Regions from separate parts of the Mus musculus genome. Here region 1 is linked to region 2. A link is a contact called in public Hi-C data. All regions are on one chromosome and are shown on one strand. The core of a region is the stretch at or near the end of the contact, and the rest is flanking DNA. Distances in the headings are between cores, read along the strand shown. Region 1 holds the start of Kcnip3 (Kv channel interacting protein 3, calsenilin). Region 2 holds the start of Stard7 (START domain containing 7).

Region 1 (3,908 bases), core at 251-2,750, 250 kb after region 2:
GGGACTCTGACCTCACACTCTGCTCATCTGGTAGGGGAGTAGTGGTTAAGGACCCAGGAAGAATTCTGGGAATTAGAGCCACCAGAGATGGGTAAAGGGAAGGGGGCTATGCTATCCCCTGCTGATGGACAGTGCCAGCTGTGTGCAGGTCTATGCACACATGGCTGTAGAACTCCCTGTATCTGTGGACACACAGAGTCACGTTGCTGGGCTCTGTGAGGGAGGGGTACAGTCATAGGGTATCTGTGTGTCCAATGTCTGTAGATGCACACAGCTTCACCTATCATCTGAGTGTGGATGTGAGTCTGGGACAGAGAGCTGTTTATGCTTCTGCTGTGCCAGTCCAGAGCTTTCTAGAGACAGGTGTGACAAGAGAGAAAGTACCTTTCAAGGTACCCTGCCCTTGTGCTCAAAGGGCTTTGTTCCATCTGCAGATCCTTCATGGTATTCTGGGAACTGGACCAGAGGACAGGGATAGTAACCTGGACTCTGGGGCAGAATGGCCTGAAATCAGTCTCCAGCCCTCTCTGGGCTGCTTGCCCTCATTGGGAGTGGGGCAGGAAGACATCTTTTGGGAAGAAAGACTGTAAGATGCCAGCCCAATATCTATTTTTTTTTTTAAATAAGACCTTGATTTCCTTATTTGGGGCATTCAACCGGACCTGGATCTGATCCTTTCTCCCCCTAAGCAAGATTACCCTGGACTTGTGTGCGGCATCCAGGTCAGACTTTCTGAGGGTCGGTGCTAAGCTGGAGCACACCTTTTGTTTTTTTTTTAATTTTTTTTTTGTCTCTCTTCTTCCCCTCACCTGGCTACTATTTCTTGAACTTTGTACCGGGTGCCTCTTTGCCTCCCCTCTCTCTCCATCCCCCAACAGCTCCACAGAGGCAGAGATGTTTGTGATTTTATTAGGGGTCTCATAGTGCTTTAAGAAGAAGGGGGGGTCTTCATTCATTCATTGATGGATTACTTGAAAGCTTTGCCCGTTGGCTTGCCCACACACATAAGACATCCTTTTCCATGCTCCTGTGTCTCACTAAGATCTATGAGGCTAGGGTCAGGGTCAGCTACCCCAGCCCCTGCCCCAAGGACCTAACTGAACAGGACCAGCCATGGAGCTAATTTCAAGCTTCTCTTCTGTCCACAGACACCCAGAGCCTCTTCCATCCAAAGGCCACGGGATTCCAGCCTCCCAGGCAGGAATGCTCTGAACAATTACTTTCCCTTATATGGATTAGCGAGAGTAGGGGCCAAGGACCACTGTGAAAATACTCTCTAGTCAAGACCAACATCAGAGCCCCACCTTCCCCAAGTCCAGGCAAGTCCTCAGCCCCTCAGCGCCTACCTTGGTCCTCTGCATCTCTGCTGCTGAAAGGGACCGTCACTAATCTTCCCGCTTTGCAGCCCGAGCAAGCCAGACTGCTTGGTCCGGCTGGCAGCTGCCTCATGTTTGCTTGGACCCAGACGCAATTGTCACTGGAGGTTTCTCTCCCGCCCCCTGCCCACTCCTTCCACCCTCCCTTCCTTCCGAGTCTTAGCTCCACCTCTCTTCCTCTGCCTCTTCCCTCCCCCTCTTATCTCCCCCCTCCTTCGCCTCCATCCTGACAACCTCCAGTTTCTCTTTTTCCTGTGCTCCTAGTCCTGGCCTCTCAGCCTATCTGGCCCCCAACCCCCCTTGCTTAGTTAGGCTCAGGGTCTGTCCCTGGTTCTCATCTCCCTCTAGTACAGGGTCTGTTCCTACCCTTCCCAGTCACAGGGATAGAAGGGAGGGTACTCCACCACCAGTCCCTGCGCAGGACAGAGAGGAGCCCTTGGGATTACGTCACTAAGGTAACACCTGGGGTCCTAACACCTCTTGTTGCTCTCCCCTATCTGTTAGTCACCTCTGTGCGACCCCTCATAGGCCTTGCTGTATGAAAACCTTCCAAGCTGGAGCGAGCACTTCACACTTTCCCAGTTTCACTGTCCTTTGACTTGAGGTTGGGACCAAATTCAGGCATTCAGAGCAACCACGGGACCTCCCCTAGATCTCCTGGCGTGGGACCTGGGGATGGAGAAGGGATCGAGGGTCCTGACCGTCCTCGGGAAGGCTCCTTCCTGCCCTGTGGGAGACAAGCTCTTGGGCATTTTCTAATGCCCAAGGGAATCCACCAGGAGCCAGGTACGGAGACCAGCGCCAAGTTTCCCTTTTTGGCGCCCGGAGGAGCCTGCCAGTGCCAGTAGTTCCCATGGAAACAGAGCCTGAGCCATCCCCTCTTTCCCAGAAAGCCCAGGAGCACTTGCTTGCCCTTCCTACCCTGTCCCACCCCCTTTTTATTGAGTCAGCCAATTAGCGGCAGCTGCTAGACCCTCCCCGGGCAAAACCCTGGGGCTGTTGATCCCGAGGCAGGAAAGCTGTCCCCAGAGGGGAGGGGACAGTTCTGCCATCTGCACAGCAGGACTTCACTCCGGGCAAGAGACTCTCCCACAGAGGGCTCTCTGGGAAAGAGGACGACAAGGGTCCCAGAGGCTCCGGGGTCAGTGCCAATCTTCCAAACTGACTTGGCATTAGGCAAATTCCCATAAGGCCTTGGAGTGGCATAGTGGGCTTAGAAGAAAAGGGTCATTATCCCAGTCTATGTTAATGATGGCAAAACTCAGGAAAGCTGAGTCTTTACCTATCCAACAAAGCAGTATATCCAGACTGTGTTCACTCAGAGCCAGTTCTGGAGGAACTCTCTACCCACCAGTTACATGTCCACGATTCAGGAATCAAGCCCTGTCCTTACTTGTGGCATTTTTTGAGAGGCAGGGTTGTCTGAGCACTCCACTCCAAGTCAGTGCCTCTTTCTAGAGAGCCACAAGTCTCTGCTTGGCTCCCTTGCTGAGATTCCACTCCTCTGATAGGAGCTCCTTGGGAGTAACAGGCTGTGGCAGAGCCAGCCTAGAACAGAACCCTTCCGTCCTGGGCCTACCAGGGAGCCAGCAACCTCCCCAGCCCTATCCAGCAGGCCCTCCTCATAAAACGTATGAATGGGCATCTGTGCCCTGCCAGGAGCCTCAAGTCACCTGACCCCCTTTCCTTGGGTCCTCTCAGACTTTCCCAGGGCCTGGGCATTGCTGGGGTCCTTCCAGGGTCTCTGGGAGATGGAGGAACGAAAAGGGCTGAAGCAGATCTCCTCAAGTGGACCTCAGCCTTGCTTTGCCACATGGGCACAGGCTGACTTCCCCTAAACTCTTGGAATTTGAGAAGATTGGGGGCCTGCTGACCCACAAAAAGGTTTAGGATGCTGAAGGAGGTCCAGTGTGGTTTGAAAACTGTTAGGGTGATGGATCTTGGCTGTGGCTTCCTCGGGTGGGCCGGGGGTGGGGTGGGGTACAGATTGCATGAGGAAGAAGGAGGGATAATTCCATATTTCAGGAGGCTGTTTTCTTCTTTGTATTATAACACTCGAAGACTCAGCTGTGGGCCACTACAGCTGACTGGAGCCCTTTCCTCCTATGCAAGAGAGAAACTCACAAAAACACAACCAAAGACCTTGGAGTCCTCTGAACCCTCCCCAGTTCCTGCTCAAGACCTCTCCCGACCAGACTCAATTATTTCCTCCTCTGGCCTCTCAGACTTAGCTCTGACAAGCCTCTAGTTTCATGTCTTTCCCTCAGGCCGTTTCTGTGTCTGGGCCTTGGAGAGCAGGTAGGGACATCTCTCAGGGCTCGTGCTTCACAGCCCTTCCTTGTGAGAGGGCCACCGCTGTGTGCAGTCAGGTCTAATCTCGCAAGAGCTCCAAAAATGTCTGTTGCCCTAAAAAGCCTTCTTCTGGGAGCTGCAAATCTCAGAAGTGGACACAGCCTGGAACTGCAAATACCCAGAGTTGATTCTGCCGCCTTTCTCAGACCCTTGAAATCTTTTCTGCCACCAGCCACATGG
Region 2 (4,280 bases), core at 1,462-3,961:
TAAATACACTCATGATTTGCTAGTTGCAGTTTCTGTGTTCTGACCTCAACTGTAAAAATCTTGACTCCTCATAACACTCTATTTTCCTAGAAAACATCAAAGCTGATGATGTGGGAGGTTTTCAGAGAAGACAACTATGTCCTTCCAGAAGACAATTCCTACATCCTGCTTTATAAGGCAGATAGCATCCCCAAACCATTCACAGGTTTGGGGTTGGCACAGACCTCACTGGCTCGGGAAGCAGTTAGCAGTGAAGTACAACCCTCTCATTGCTCAAGAGGCCGGTACTATTTCCTATTGCTTACACATTTCTCTCAAGAAGAAATAAACACATTATCAATCTCTACTCTAAATTCTGCCTGGATGGAGCAGGAGAAGCCTAAATTTCAGTCACCAGAAATTATCCTTCCCTTTGAACCTTTGGAGAAAAATTTGTTTTAGTACAAATATCTAAGATGGCACACAATAGTGAGGGTATCCGTAAAATTCTAAATCCTCTGTAAGGAAGTTTCTTGCTGACAGGCAGGGAGAGACTGCTGCCTCCCACTGGCAGCAGAGTAGACTAGAAAGGTCCTTCTAGGCAGCTTAGAGAGTAGACTTTGTTCACTGTCCCATTCAATTCTCAGCTTCTAGGCGGTGCTCTCCAAACGCTTTGCTTTGCATCTTTTGCAGCAGGGTCTCCCTGTATCCCAGAATGGCCGAGGACAGGAAGCAGTCCTCCTGAGTGCTGGGGTTGGTTACAGGCAGGAGCCACCACACCAGACCTCTCTGATATTTTAAAGCTCGTTCTGTGTGAAAAGGCATGAGTGGGCACTGCAGGAATGTGCCCAGCTCCAGATGGAATGGCAAGTCTCTCCAGTATAATTATGCACAAGTCCCCCTCCCCAGCCCCAGTTTCCTTGTTTGAAGAAACTGCTTTGGGAGCTGTCTGCAGGTTCTCCTTGTTAGAAACGCTTAGGGTCAAAAAGAAAAAGACTGCCACTCCAATTGAAGTGTCTAGACAAGGCAACCTAGGAAGTGCACTTGGTTTTTCTTCTAACTCAGATGGTAGCTGTGTCTTTTCCCATCGGCTGAGGGCCAAGCTCACGATCTTGCTTTGTACACCAGACTGTCCTCATACTCACAGAGAGCCAATCTGCCTTTGCCTCTGGAGTGCTGGTTAGGTTTGTGCCACCATGCCCTGCTAAGATTCTTAAGTTAAAAAAAAAAAAAAGAAAGAAAGAATTTACTGTAAAGCTTCTTGTGTTAATAGCAAACATGGGAAGAGTAAGACCACTGACCCAAATCAGCATGGTTAAATTAATTCATGTATGAGGGCTGCCTCCCTCTAAGGTGGGGTTCCAGAGATCAGCCTTGGATGTGAGGAAGACAAGGCTTTTATAGGTCAGTGGTAGGGAGTTTCCAAACGGGGGATTTGGTGGGTAAAATGGGCCGGGTCACAGAGGCACACTGTAAGCATAACAAGTTAGTTTTACAAGGGTCCCTAAAACAAAGGCACGGTTGCAAGGTAGGCCTAACAAGGTAGTCATAGGTGGTTGTATAGCCTTTTGAAATAGAGGTAGGGTTGCAAGATGGTTATACACAACTTTTAAAAAACAAAGAAATGACTACGATTCTAGGAAGAGACAGTACAGAACTATTTGTGGTTAAGGTTATAGGTGGGGCATAGCTCAATCCTTGAGAAACAGGTTTAATCATAAAAAGGAGTGAACTGGCTTGTCTTTACTATCTGTAAGATGACTTTTAAGACTAAAATGGAGGCAGACTGATTCTTCACTTAAGGGGCAGCTATTATTTCCATCTTATAACTGGACAGAGAATTTTTATTTATTTATTTATTTATTTATTTGAGACACACTGTTGCTCAGGCTGGCAATTTTATTTATTTATTTATTTATTTATTTATTTATTTATTTGAGACACACTGTTGCTCAGGCTGGCAATTTTATTTATTTATTTATTTATTTATTTATTTGAGACACACTGTTGCTCAGGCTGGCAATGCTCCTGCCTCAGCCTCTGGAGTGCTGGGATTACAGACATGAGCCACCAGGCCCTGGCTTAGAATACTGATGTATCCTGAGACTCCATGTAGTAACCATTAGGTTACATACACGTGGCCAGACAGGTTTTGGGAAACCTGGTTACTCTCCTACCTTGTTGCCTCCTCCGAGTCAGAGACTGCTCAGGCCTAACGCATTTTCAGAGAGCAACGGGTCACCCGCCCTCGAGTTCTCTGCAAGGTGTTCTTCGGCCCTAAGGATGGACCACCCGTACTCTCTCGGAGCCGGAACCCAGAACCGCGTCCCTGCCGCAGATACTTAGGAGGGCTCGGGGAATCAGGGCAAGGGGGACCAAGGAAGCTGCCCCTGGGCTGTGATAGGTGCGGGGTCACGTAGGGCGTGCACCGCCCCTCCCGGGACTGTAGAGAACAGGGAAACAGGCCGGGCCTCTCAGGACAACGGAACGCCACCGCACCTGACCGTGCCTCTCCTCCGGACCGGGTGAGACGTCCCTAAATGGCTGCACCGCCGGGTCCGAGGGTCACTCTCCAGGCGCCCTTGACAGGCCCTCCCGCCACGCCACCTAGCTTGCTACCAGGCAGCCCGGAGCAAGGGCGGAGGAGCACTTTGGCTTAGCCAATGAGCGCCCAGGGTTCTGAGATGCGCCCAATCAGAGTGCGGGCAGGACAAACAGGTTAGGTTGCGCGCACTCGGCGCGAGAGGCGGACACAGGCGCACGGGACCGCTTCTGCTGTGGCCTGGGACGGCCACCGCTTTGCTTCCCGCGCCCTGGCCGCGGGGGCCCCGCGAGTTCCCGCCGTACACACAGACGGGCGGGCTGTCGGGACCGAGAGGGCCTCGTGCAACGGCGCTCTCCTCGGAAGCCACGCTACCTCAGCCGCTTCTGCAAAAAGGCATGAGGGACGGCTCCTGGCTTCTGGAGCGTGAGGTGGCCTCGGGGTCAACCCGTTAAGGGGACTGCGCGGACGGCCCGGCCTGCCTTCCCCCAGCCCTTCCTCTCCGGGGCCCCGCGGCAGGCGCGGGAATCCACAGAGGCCGACATGTTCCCGAGGAGGCCACCGGCCACCCTGGCCGCCTGGCTGGCGGGCGCGCGGGGCGGGGGCCTGCTGTCCGCGCTGGCCAATCAGTGCCGCTTCGTGACGGGCCTGCGCGTGCGGCGAGCGCAGCAGATCGCGCAGCTCTACGGCCGCCTGTATTCCGAGAGCTCGCGCTGCGCCCTGCTCGGACGCTTCTGGCGCCGGCTGCGAGGCCGCCCCGGCCATGCCTCTGTTTTGATGGCGGCGCTCTCCGGTGTTTTCGTATGGGACGAGGAGAGAATCCAGGAGGAGGAGTTGCAGAGGTGAGCCTCTTGGCTGCAGTTGGCGTCCCTGTTCCGTAGAGAAGGGTGGGCCTGGGCGGGAGGTTGGTGGGCACCTTGGGGCTTGAGCTGTTGACAGTGCCCAGTTTGCCCAGTGGTCTTTTGAGTACGATGCAATAGATTGAACCCATTTTAGCACCCCGTGTTACTGCCCCCATGCCTGTTAAATCCACTTGTCAGGTTAAAAATAACCACAAGAGAGACGACTTCGAATGGGTAGTATGACACTAAAGAAAATACTCCAAAACCAAATTAGATATCTGAGGTATACAGGTGATTTTTCGGGTAATCAGTGTACCCAGAAAAGTGCAAATTCAAAATAGGGCTTAAAATAAGCCCAAGGGTGTGTGTGTGTGTGTGTGTGTGTGTGTGTGTGTGTGTGTGTGATGTAGCATGCCATTTATAAAATGACTGCGATCCAGATGGAACTCGGGCTTTGCGCGGACAGCCCACTGTCATTGTGACTTGTGTCTTGGCACATTCAAGAAGCTGGGAGGGATTTTGTCTGTTTGCACAAAGCAATGGCCTGGATATTCTAACCAGTAAGAGTTAGGTTAGGTTTTTTTTGTTTGTTTGTTTTGTTTTTACTGTTTTAGAACTCTTCGAATACTGTACCATTATGTTTTGTCTGTGGAAAAGCCCATTGGCATTGATTTATTTTTGTTAACCTGTAGTTCTGAGACTTTATAACTTTTAGATAGATAATCTTTAAAGGAAAGTGCTTTTACATTACATTTCTATATTCCTTTTAAACAGTCTCAAATTGTGCTCCTTACCCCTCCACCTAACACCCTCCATTCTAAACCGTAGTTTCAGTAACCAACACCAGCTTCTTCTAGATATTTCTTAAGGAGAGAACCTGTTTTACTTTTTTTTGTTTTTGATCTTAACGTTACAAA

What was found. Hi-C and Micro-C count contacts between places; a contact is called where the count stands out from the background.
Region 1: a contact with region 2 is called in a Hi-C map of liver, with 2.2 times the contacts expected there. The contact joins the promoter of Kcnip3 here to the promoter of Stard7 in region 2. A contact is called at or near these places in 1 of 39 promoter capture datasets (the 3T3-L1 cell line), 1 of 484 Hi-C or Micro-C datasets (liver) and 1 of 9 other capture datasets (adipose tissue).

What each region holds. Positions count from the first base shown.
Region 1 is chr2:127,519,892-127,523,799 of GRCm38.p6, forward strand. Kcnip3 (Kv channel interacting protein 3, calsenilin) reads right to left here and starts at 1,501. Exons shown (of 9, transcript NM_019789.4): 1 at 1,347-1,501. The coding sequence starts at 1,361. All of the region lies in intron 2 of Gm35478 (a long non-coding RNA gene), which reads left to right.
Region 2 is chr2:127,267,518-127,271,797 of GRCm38.p6, forward strand. Stard7 (START domain containing 7) reads left to right here and starts at 2,712. Exons shown (of 8, transcript NM_139308.2): 1 at 2,712-3,363. The coding sequence starts at 3,065.